Linked DNA regions of Rattus norvegicus: region 1 is linked to region 2. The links are chromatin contacts, called in public Hi-C maps. All regions are on one chromosome and are shown on one strand. Each heading gives the region's core, a stretch centred on a gene start, on an enhancer-like site or on the middle of the called end of the contact. The rest is flanking DNA. Distances are from core to core; before and after follow the strand shown.

Evidence for each region. A called contact is a pair of places that touch in the nucleus more often than the background predicts.
Region 1: a contact with region 2 is called in a Hi-C map of mammary epithelial cells, with 3 times the contacts expected there. The contact joins two enhancer-like sites. A contact is called at or near these places in 4 of 12 Hi-C or Micro-C datasets (the Rat2 cell line, liver, mammary epithelial cells and 1 more).

Annotation. Positions count from the first base shown.
Region 1 is chr3:124,773,786-124,778,176 of GRCr8, forward strand. No RefSeq gene overlaps it. Among named protein-coding and RNA genes, the nearest start is that of Rasgrp1, 92 kb to the left of the region's middle. Within about 2 kb of position 3,011, at least 4 of the 93 cell types and tissues checked have an H3K27ac peak or open chromatin away from gene starts, as enhancers often do.
Region 2 is chr3:124,206,401-124,210,955 of GRCr8, forward strand. No RefSeq gene overlaps it. Among named protein-coding and RNA genes, the nearest start is that of Tmco5a, 22 kb to the left of the region's middle. Within about 2 kb of position 1,756, at least 38 of the 93 cell types and tissues checked have an H3K27ac peak or open chromatin away from gene starts, as enhancers often do.

The DNA of each region.
Region 1 (4,391 bases), core at 1,761-4,260, 570 kb after region 2:
TAGGGACTGGGGCACTTCCAAAGGGTCATTATTCACTCCGTTTGAGGCTAATACTTATTTAATTAGAGCTGTTCCTTTCCTCTCATAAATCCCTAGTTAAAATAAATTCAGTTCAAAATGTCTGCCCAGTTTACAAGAGATGAGTGATTAAAAGGGAATTTAAATTCTGCTGATTGTTTTTTGTGTGACAAATGTTTGAGCAAATGCTACAGTCCTGCCAAGCCAAGCAGAGTAAGGTGGGGGAAGCAGAGAGAGAGAGAGAGAGAGAGAGAGAGAGAGAGAGAGAGAGAGAGAGAGAGAGAGAGAGAGAGAGTGTGTTTGCAACACATCTGTTGCACACTCATACCTGGAGAGTGTTCTCAAGACCCAAAACTGCACTCCTGTAGATTATTTCTCCATCTTGTATGCTTTAGTCTTCAGAAAAGCTTTGGTAAGTGCTTTTCTACACTATAGAGTCAGGAGGAGTTTGTAAGGATGGGAAAAGAGCAACTTCATCCTTATAGATGCTTAGATGCTGTCCACAAAACTTAGAACGAGCTTATTCTAACTCAAACTAGGATCACATGCTTGGTCCCTATATTGCTCTTCTGTCTGTCTGTCTATCTGTCTCTCACACACACAAACACATGCACACACACATGTGCACATATGACAATGACAATTTTGGACTTCCACACAGCATAGGCAATCACACAGCAGGCATATATCTCGATGGCAGCTGAGTTCTGAGAAGGACCATTACAAGCTCCATGTGGAACCCTTAAAGGTCCTTCCTCAAAGCTACTCAATGCCATGTCCACTGCCCTGGTTGTCCAAAATAGGCCACAAAGACAGCAAACATTAAAGAGAAAGGGACTTGATATCTGCTGTCAGTGGTCTCCCAGTGACAAAGAGTGTGCCCATCTTCAAGATACCACACTGAATCCACTACAAGTCGAACCTGCATTTTGTTTGCTGACCGACTGTGGGATGCCTCTGGACCATCATTCAAGATATGAAAACATGATAGTAGGGTTCTGTAGACACCAAACATGACAGATCCCAGCATCAGGTGAGGATACTGAAACATCTGTTCACACTCACATGCAACTTACATGCTTATGAGGAGGAAGCCCCTCCTTCAGGTTGGCACACTTGACGCCTTACTGAAGTCACTAGGTGATCCTACATTATTCTCATCTTTCTTCCACGGCATTCCCCAGCATTGGCTTCATCTTAAGCATGGATCCTCTCTTCATGGCCTGAGGGCTGGCTGTCAGCAGTCATCGCGATCACTTTTTCCTCATGAATAAACCCGAGAGATCCATCATCTGTGAGCTCCATCCTCCCTCTCTGTCTTTTTGTCTCTCTGTCTCTCTTTCTGTCTCTCTGTATCTCTCTCACCTTCCTCCCCTTAGGCAGGATCTTTTACATAGCCCAGGCTGCTTCTATATTAACCCAGTTTGTGGCTCTTTCTTTTAAAAAAAGAAAAAGAAATTTTTGGACATTCTATCAAATATCTCATTTAGTTCTATTGGCCAGAATAAGGTCATATATTTATTTCTGAACCAATAACTGCTGAAAAAAAATGGAGTCTTTCTTTGAGAGACAGGGGCAATATAGCTCTCTCTCTCTCTCTCTCTCTCTCTCTCTCTTTCACACACACACACACACACACACACACACACACACACACACACACGCTTGGCGAGAGTGCTCTTCTGTGGTCAGAGCAGAATGTCTCTGGGGGCTCGTCTGTCTCCATGGAGCCAGGATGGCAGCATGCGGTGCTGCTGTTCTGGATGCAAAGGTACCAGGCTGTATCCTATACCAACGGCTCGGCCTTGATAACACACCTACAGGTGCCATTCTAGAGACCGTGTAGGCTATATTTAGGAATATATATGCACATACATATATACATATAACAACAATAATGCAAAAAGAGGCCATGAATTTGAAAGAGAACAAGGAGGGGAAATGGGAAGGTTAGACAGGGGGAAAAGATATATTTTATTTTAATCTAAAAAATAAAAGAAATAATAATAAAAAGGGTAATAAGCAAAATGCTCAAAGAAAGGAGCCATTGCTTCAGTGCTTAAGAACAAATAGATGCAGGTGTTTCCCCACCAGATGTGGGTTGTTTCAGCAATCCCGGAGCAAATGGGCCATGAAGTGTAGAAGCCTTTACAGGCAGATCATGAAGGAAGCTGACAGCCTAGGCTGTCAGTTTTCATGACTACTTTGAAGAAGCAGGGTGGTGAGAGAACCAGTGAGACACACGTACAGACAGAGAGACCGAGAGAGGAAGAGAGAGAGATAGAGAGAGACAAACAGAGACACGCACAGAGAGAATGTGTGCGAGTGTATGTGTGTGTGTGTGTGTGTGTGTGTGTGTGTGTGTGTATCAGATTCCTGTGTATGTTTCCTTCCTCACAACATGCTTTCAGAAGTGAAACCGGGCTATGAAGACCGCCAGGCAGCTCTGCCAGGCAGTGCTGAGAAGGTAGGACACTGCCTGGGAGTGAGAACAGTATGCATGAACACTGGGAAGCAGGTGTGGGAACAGGCGGCCCACCCACATGCCTTTGCCTGATGGCACATTGGGCCATGAGTTGATGGCCTCACACCCTCCACACATCGTCCTGGTCTCTGAGTCAGCACCAGCTAGCTCTGAGCCCAGGCACCCAACCAGAGGGACCAGAATGCAATTCTTTTTGACTCTTAGTATTTCCCTCCTACAGCCAAAATACTCTTTTGTTAGCCACCTCCCCCTGCCACCACCAAATATAAACCAAAACTGGTATGGCCTTTACATCAGATAAGTTTGAATAACAACTAAAGTGAAAAGTCCTAAGAGAGAGAAAAATTCTTCATCCAGGAACCATTTGATCTAGACTCTTTTCACGTTCATTTTCTTAGCCCTTAGTACCAGTGCATCAGACGCCCTTCAAGAGGTAAATTTACTGGGCAATGTCTTCTTCAACGGTGGAAAACAACTTCAAACAGCAGTGAAGAGCTGCAAAGCACCAATGAAAAAATTTTCCTCTAACTTTGACTGTAGCACACACAATCTAGACCGACAACATGACCTAAGTCTTCCTGTTGCAAATGGCTGGGACCATTTGTACTGGATTCGGAGGTTACTCATACTGAAGTGGCTGCTATAGTCAGATTGGCTTGCAGCAAAAGAGAAAGAAATCATGGTGACTAAGAGTCAGTCACCACAGACCGTACCTGTGTCCCTTCCACAGTCACACAAGGTAGTTGTTTCTCTGTCAATAGATGAAAACAGCTGTTTATGTCAAGTGGGAAGAGGCCAAAACAATTTCAGAGCTCCCCTCACCGTGTGTGTGTGTGTGTGTGTGTGTGTGTGTGTGTGTGTGTGTGTGTGTGTGTGAGAGAGAGAGAGAGAGAGAGAGAGAGAGAGAGAGAGCACAGTACTTTTCTTTATTCTTACTTAGTATCTTGAATAAAGTTAAGCCAATCATAAACTAGGCACTGGGAGTTTTTGTGCTGGCTCTGCCTTTCCCAAATAGCACGGTTCCTGATAAATGCAACTTCCTGTCTTGGTTTGAATTTCGAGGCTAAGGAATGTCCTGAAGTGTCAAATTACTTCAGCTATTTTGCATATCCTACCTGATGCTCACTAAGCTTTCTCCTGACCATTAGTTCTACTAAAGGGATGCAGCTCAGGAAGACTCTCATGCATATATCATGGGTGAAGGGAGAGCCTCCTCCTTTCCTCCTTCCTTGGCTGGGAGGAAATCTGCTCAGCAACCGTGGAAACAGCCATTGAGGGTGCATTCTCTCACCAAACAATCTGCAACAAGACGTTCTTGTTGCTTCCACCCCACAGATCATGTGTGAACTCTACATAGGTTTAAAATGAATGAGCGTGTTTTTTTTTGGAATTGAGGTATTATGAAACCTTACATGGATCCCTAGGAACAACTTTGTCTTCTGCAAAAGGCAGTGCATAAATGAAGTCTTGCTGTTGTAATCTGGCTGTTGACAATCTGTGAGAGTTAGAGTGCCAGTCAGGCAAGTGAGAGACTCATTGACAGGCCTCTTAGAGATGGTGGGTCTTGATTTTTGGTAAGGAGGGGAAGTTGTAGGCGTGGCATAGATGTTTGAGATGTGTGTGTGTGTGTGTGTGTGTGTGTGTGTGTGTGTGTGTGTGTGTGTGTGGTTTGATGGGTTGAAACTAAAAGGTAGCTGGAAATGGGTAGGATAAGTTAAACTATCTTAATCGAGGTAACTAAGTTCAGTTGGCACTTTTCTCAATGATTGATGAAGAAGGGCTCCCCCCACTGGGTAGTAACACCCCTGAGATGCATGGGAGAGCAACCTGAGAAAGCCAGGGGGCCCAAGCCAGTAAGCAGCACTTCTCTGGTTCGTCTTCAGTTCCT
Region 2 (4,555 bases), core at 506-3,005:
AAATGTCCCTCCAGATCATCACCAACCATTTCCAAACACAAAAAGCTAAGCTAACCGAGAGGAATGTTTGGAAATACTGATATCTACATCTGTTTTCTGTTTGAGGGAGACATGATCTTATATAGCACAGGCTAGTAGCAAAGTCACTATTAGTCAAGGATAGCTTTAATTGAATTCTCTCTTGCTCTTCCTCTACCTCTACCCCCCTCCTTCCTCTCCCCTCTCCCCCTCCCTCTCCCTCTCCCTCTCCCCCTCCCTCTCCCTCTCCCCCTCTCCCTCTCCCCCTCCCTCTCCCTCTCCCTCTCTGTCTCTCTCTCTCTCTTTCTCTCTCTCTCTCCCTCCCTCCCTCCCTTTCCCTCTCCCCCTCTCCCTCTCCCCCTCCCTTTCCCTCTCCCTCTCTGTCTCTCTCTCTCTTTTTCTCTCTCTCTCTCCCTCCCCCTCCCCTTCCCCCTCCCCCTCCCCCTCTCCCTCTCTGAGACAAGGTTTCTCTGTGTATCTCTGGCTGTCCTAGGACTGACTATGTAGACCAGGCTATCCTCAAACTCAGAGATTCCCTGGCTCTGCCTCCCAAGAACTATCACTTCAGCATCTCATTAAAGGAAGATATAAGGACATCCATTTCCTTATGAGTCCCCAGACTTCTTGGGCTGTGCTTGTGTCTTGATTTAAGTACTTGTAAAACCCTTTTGTTTGGGGCTGGGGAGGCCTGCACAGAGAGAAGGAACACTGACCTGTGCTGTGCTGGGTGCTGGATGGAGCAACGTCAGCAGTGGCTCCTGTACCTCCACTGCTTTGTGATCAACTCCCAACATCTACACACCAAGCAATTTTAAAAAGCTTGAAGGTACATGAGGGTGCAGTGGTGCAAGAGACTGAGGCAGGAGCATCACCAGGAGCTTGAGGGCAGCCTGTACTTTCCTGAAAGTTCCAGGCAAGCCTTGGTTACAAGTGAGACCCTATCTCAAAGAAAGGGACTGGGGTGGGGAGGGGGCAGGATAGAGGGGCCTTCCGGCAGTGACATAGGACCTGCTGCATATGGAAGGCCCCTAACTGACACTCCTCCAACACTCCCTGGACTTGAGCTACAGGCCGAAGAGTTGTCCACACTGTCCATTCTTTCCTCCTCCTCACCCTCCTCCTCTCCTCCTCTTCCTCTCCTCCTCCTCTCCTCCTCTTCCTCCTCCTCCTTCTCCTCCCCCATCCTCCCCTCCTCCTCCCCTTCCTCCTCCTCGTCGTCGTCGTCCTCCTCCTCCTCCTTCTCCTCCTCCTCCTCTTCCTCTCCTCCTCCTCTCCTCCTCTTCCTCCTCCTCCTTCTCCTCCTCCCCTCCTCCCCTCCTCCTCCTCTCCCTTCTCCTCTTCCTCCTCTTCCTCCTCCTCCTCCTCCCATGAGTCAGGAAAGATTCCATCTTGCTTTCCCTCTCCACCGGGATGAACTACAAGGTTTGCTCAATTTCTTTTGTGTTCTGGAATCATTTTACTTCTATTCCTTTCTACTGACTCACCCTGTATCCCTTAGGCAATAAAGGTCAGAAGGTCGCCTGAGTGACAGTCAAACCCGACTCCCTCAATGGAAAAGCCCTGTGGTTAATGCACAGGGTACATGTGATTTGCAGGGCATCTTACGCCCAGATACCCAGATGCCTCTGGTTTCTTCCGCCGTCATCTTCCTGCAGTTCAGTCGCGCATTTTGTAGAGGAAGAAGATCCTCGTGAGCCCGGCAGTACATAGCACTGCTGCAAAACTTATTTTTATTACTAGGTGTCTCTGCAGTGACTCAGAAGACATGTAAGAAATAAATGAGAACACAGGAAAGGCAGATGATTCCTGTTATGCAACTTGAGGAAGGCTGTACCCACTTCTTCCACACGGTGGCGCAAGCTCCCTAAAAACTGGTCTCAAAGCAGAAAAGGAACCGTTCTCACTAATCCTGAATGGAAAAAAGTCCCTGTCCACAACCCACTTCTGACCCGGGAATCAGAACTCACTGGTTCAGTCTGAAAACCCTGCCGCACCATAAGGTGGAATGGGTGAAATCCTGAACCAGAGTTCAAAGCCTATGAGAAATCAGGTAGCTTGCAGATCCTGCCAGAAATGCAAAGTAAGGCTCGCCTTTGGGTTCTTGCTAGTGCAATGAGTGGAAGGGAGCAAAACAAGTGATTGCCGGGTATGGCTGCATTGAAGAAACAGGCTTCAATGTGGGTACCTTCCAAGGCTAGGGCTCAAGACTCCCTGGCTGTGGCGACTCTGAGGGGACATAAAGCTCTTCTTTAAATGTTTACAAAGCTTAGAGGAATGTCATTAAGAGTGTTAAATTAGAGTCTGGAGAGATGGCTCAGTGGAGAGGAGGCTTACTGCTGGGTAAGGTGAGGACCCAGTTTAGTACTCAACACCTATATATAGTAGTTCACAAAAGTCTATAACTCCATTTCCTCTTGTGACCTCTATAGGTTCCTGCATACACAAAGAGCACTTATACTCACACTGGCTAATACAAGGCACATAAATTACACACACACACACACACACACACACACACACACACACACACTCACACACGCGCACTTTAAGACAAAATAATGCTAAAGTGAGACCGGAGGGGGTGTAGACAGTTCAGTCCTGCTCTGCTTTTCTCAAGCACGAGTACAGGAGTATGTCCCCTGAATCTCCATTCAGAAGCTGGGTGTGTTGACGCTGTTGGGTACTTGGTACTTGTGATCCCAGCTCTAGGGACGCAGAAACAGTAGGACCCCTGAGCCAATTGGCAGGCAATTGGTTCTACTTAGTATCTTCTATTGTTGCTTGAGCACCAAATTTCCTTTGTGTGTATGTGTGTGCATGTGTACATGTGGAGGTCAGAGAACACTGCCAGGGGTTGACTCTGTTACTCTTCATTGCTGAGGTAAAGCACCATATCCAAAGGTCATTTCTAGAAGGGAGAGTTTATTTGGGCTTATGGTTCCGGGAGAGAGTCCTTGGTGGCAGAAGAGGCATGGCAGCAGGTGGCAGCAGGAAGTTGGTAGGACACATTTCCATCCACATGTACATCCTACTGATAATACTTCTCCCATTAAGACTAGACTTCCTAAAGGTTCCATAACTCCCCCAAACAGTACCACCAACTGGGGATTAAGTACTCAAATATTTGAGCCTATAGGGGCTGTTCTTCTAATCGCCATAAATGTCTTTCCTCAGGAGCTGTTATCAATAGTTTTGTTTTGTTTTGTTTTTGTTTTGGGGTGTTTTTTGTTTTTTTGGTTTGTTTTTTTTTGTTTGTTTGTTTTTTGTTTTTTTTAAGACAAGGTCCCTTCCTGACCTGGGATTCACCAATATCTCACTCTAGCTGAGAAGAAAAGTGAGTGCCACAAGCAGTTCCTTTTGGATTGAGCAGAAAACCAGCTTACACACACACATACATCCATACAAACTCACAGACACATACATACATGCAAATACACACTCATATACATGCATGCACACACACAGGCACAGGCATGTGTACACACGTACTTACAAGATGGTCACAGACACAAGTTTAAAGTGCCAGCCTTGAAGCCAGGATATTATCATAAACCAAGGCACTGAAGAAGTTGGAATAGGTAAGAAAAAGACTAGAATTACGGTCTTGCCAAGACCCTGATTTAAGCCTCGTAATACTGATTTTGGACTTATACACTTCAAAACTGCAAAATACACTCTGTCATTCCCATCCATCAAGCTTAATGTTACAACTAGTTCATTGGAAACCAATATAATCTTAGCTATGTTATTCTTATATATTTGTATTGAGTGTCTATTACTGTAGCGCACAACATAGACACAAATAGTATCTGGGTCTGGAATTTAGACTGCTTTTCCTGTGTGACTTTTCCTGGGGACAAACAAACTACTGTCCAGCCTAGATAAGGCACAGACAGATCAAAACAAACAAAAAACAAAAACCACACCAGGATTCCAGCCAAGTGTAGCTCCATGAGCCAATGAGTTGGTTGGTGTTACATGTGGAAGTAGGGGTGAGTGTGTCCTTACATGAACAGGGATGACTTAAGTCAGCCATTTCACCAAAATGCCCACTCCGGCATGAGTGACCACTCACAAAAGTGACATCCCCATAGCTCCCAAAGAGCTTGGCAGCTGTGTAGGTGGGAAGGTCTCCCCTCTCTAGCTCATGTTACCGCTTACGTAACCTTGGGGAGGGGCCTTGTGGATCTTGAAAGTTTGGAGAGCTTCCGGAAGCATCTAAATTTCTCCCTGAATCCGGAAAGTTTTGTATACTTCCCTCAGGAATTGAATGTTCTCTTTAGAGGATACGGCCACACAACATGGGCGTGGTTTATCTGGGAACCTTCACCTCAAACAAAGTGTAAGGCTGCAATCCTGCCAGCTGGGGGGCTGTATTCTCATTCTGAGGCTGGGCGGAGAAAGAACTGCCAATTAGCCGTTGGACTGAGGGCCTCTGACTATCAGTGGATAGAGGCGGATCCGATCTCAGTTCTTCATATCCCATGCATCTGCATAGAACTCTTTGTATGGAAGCTGTCAGAGGTGGATGTATGAG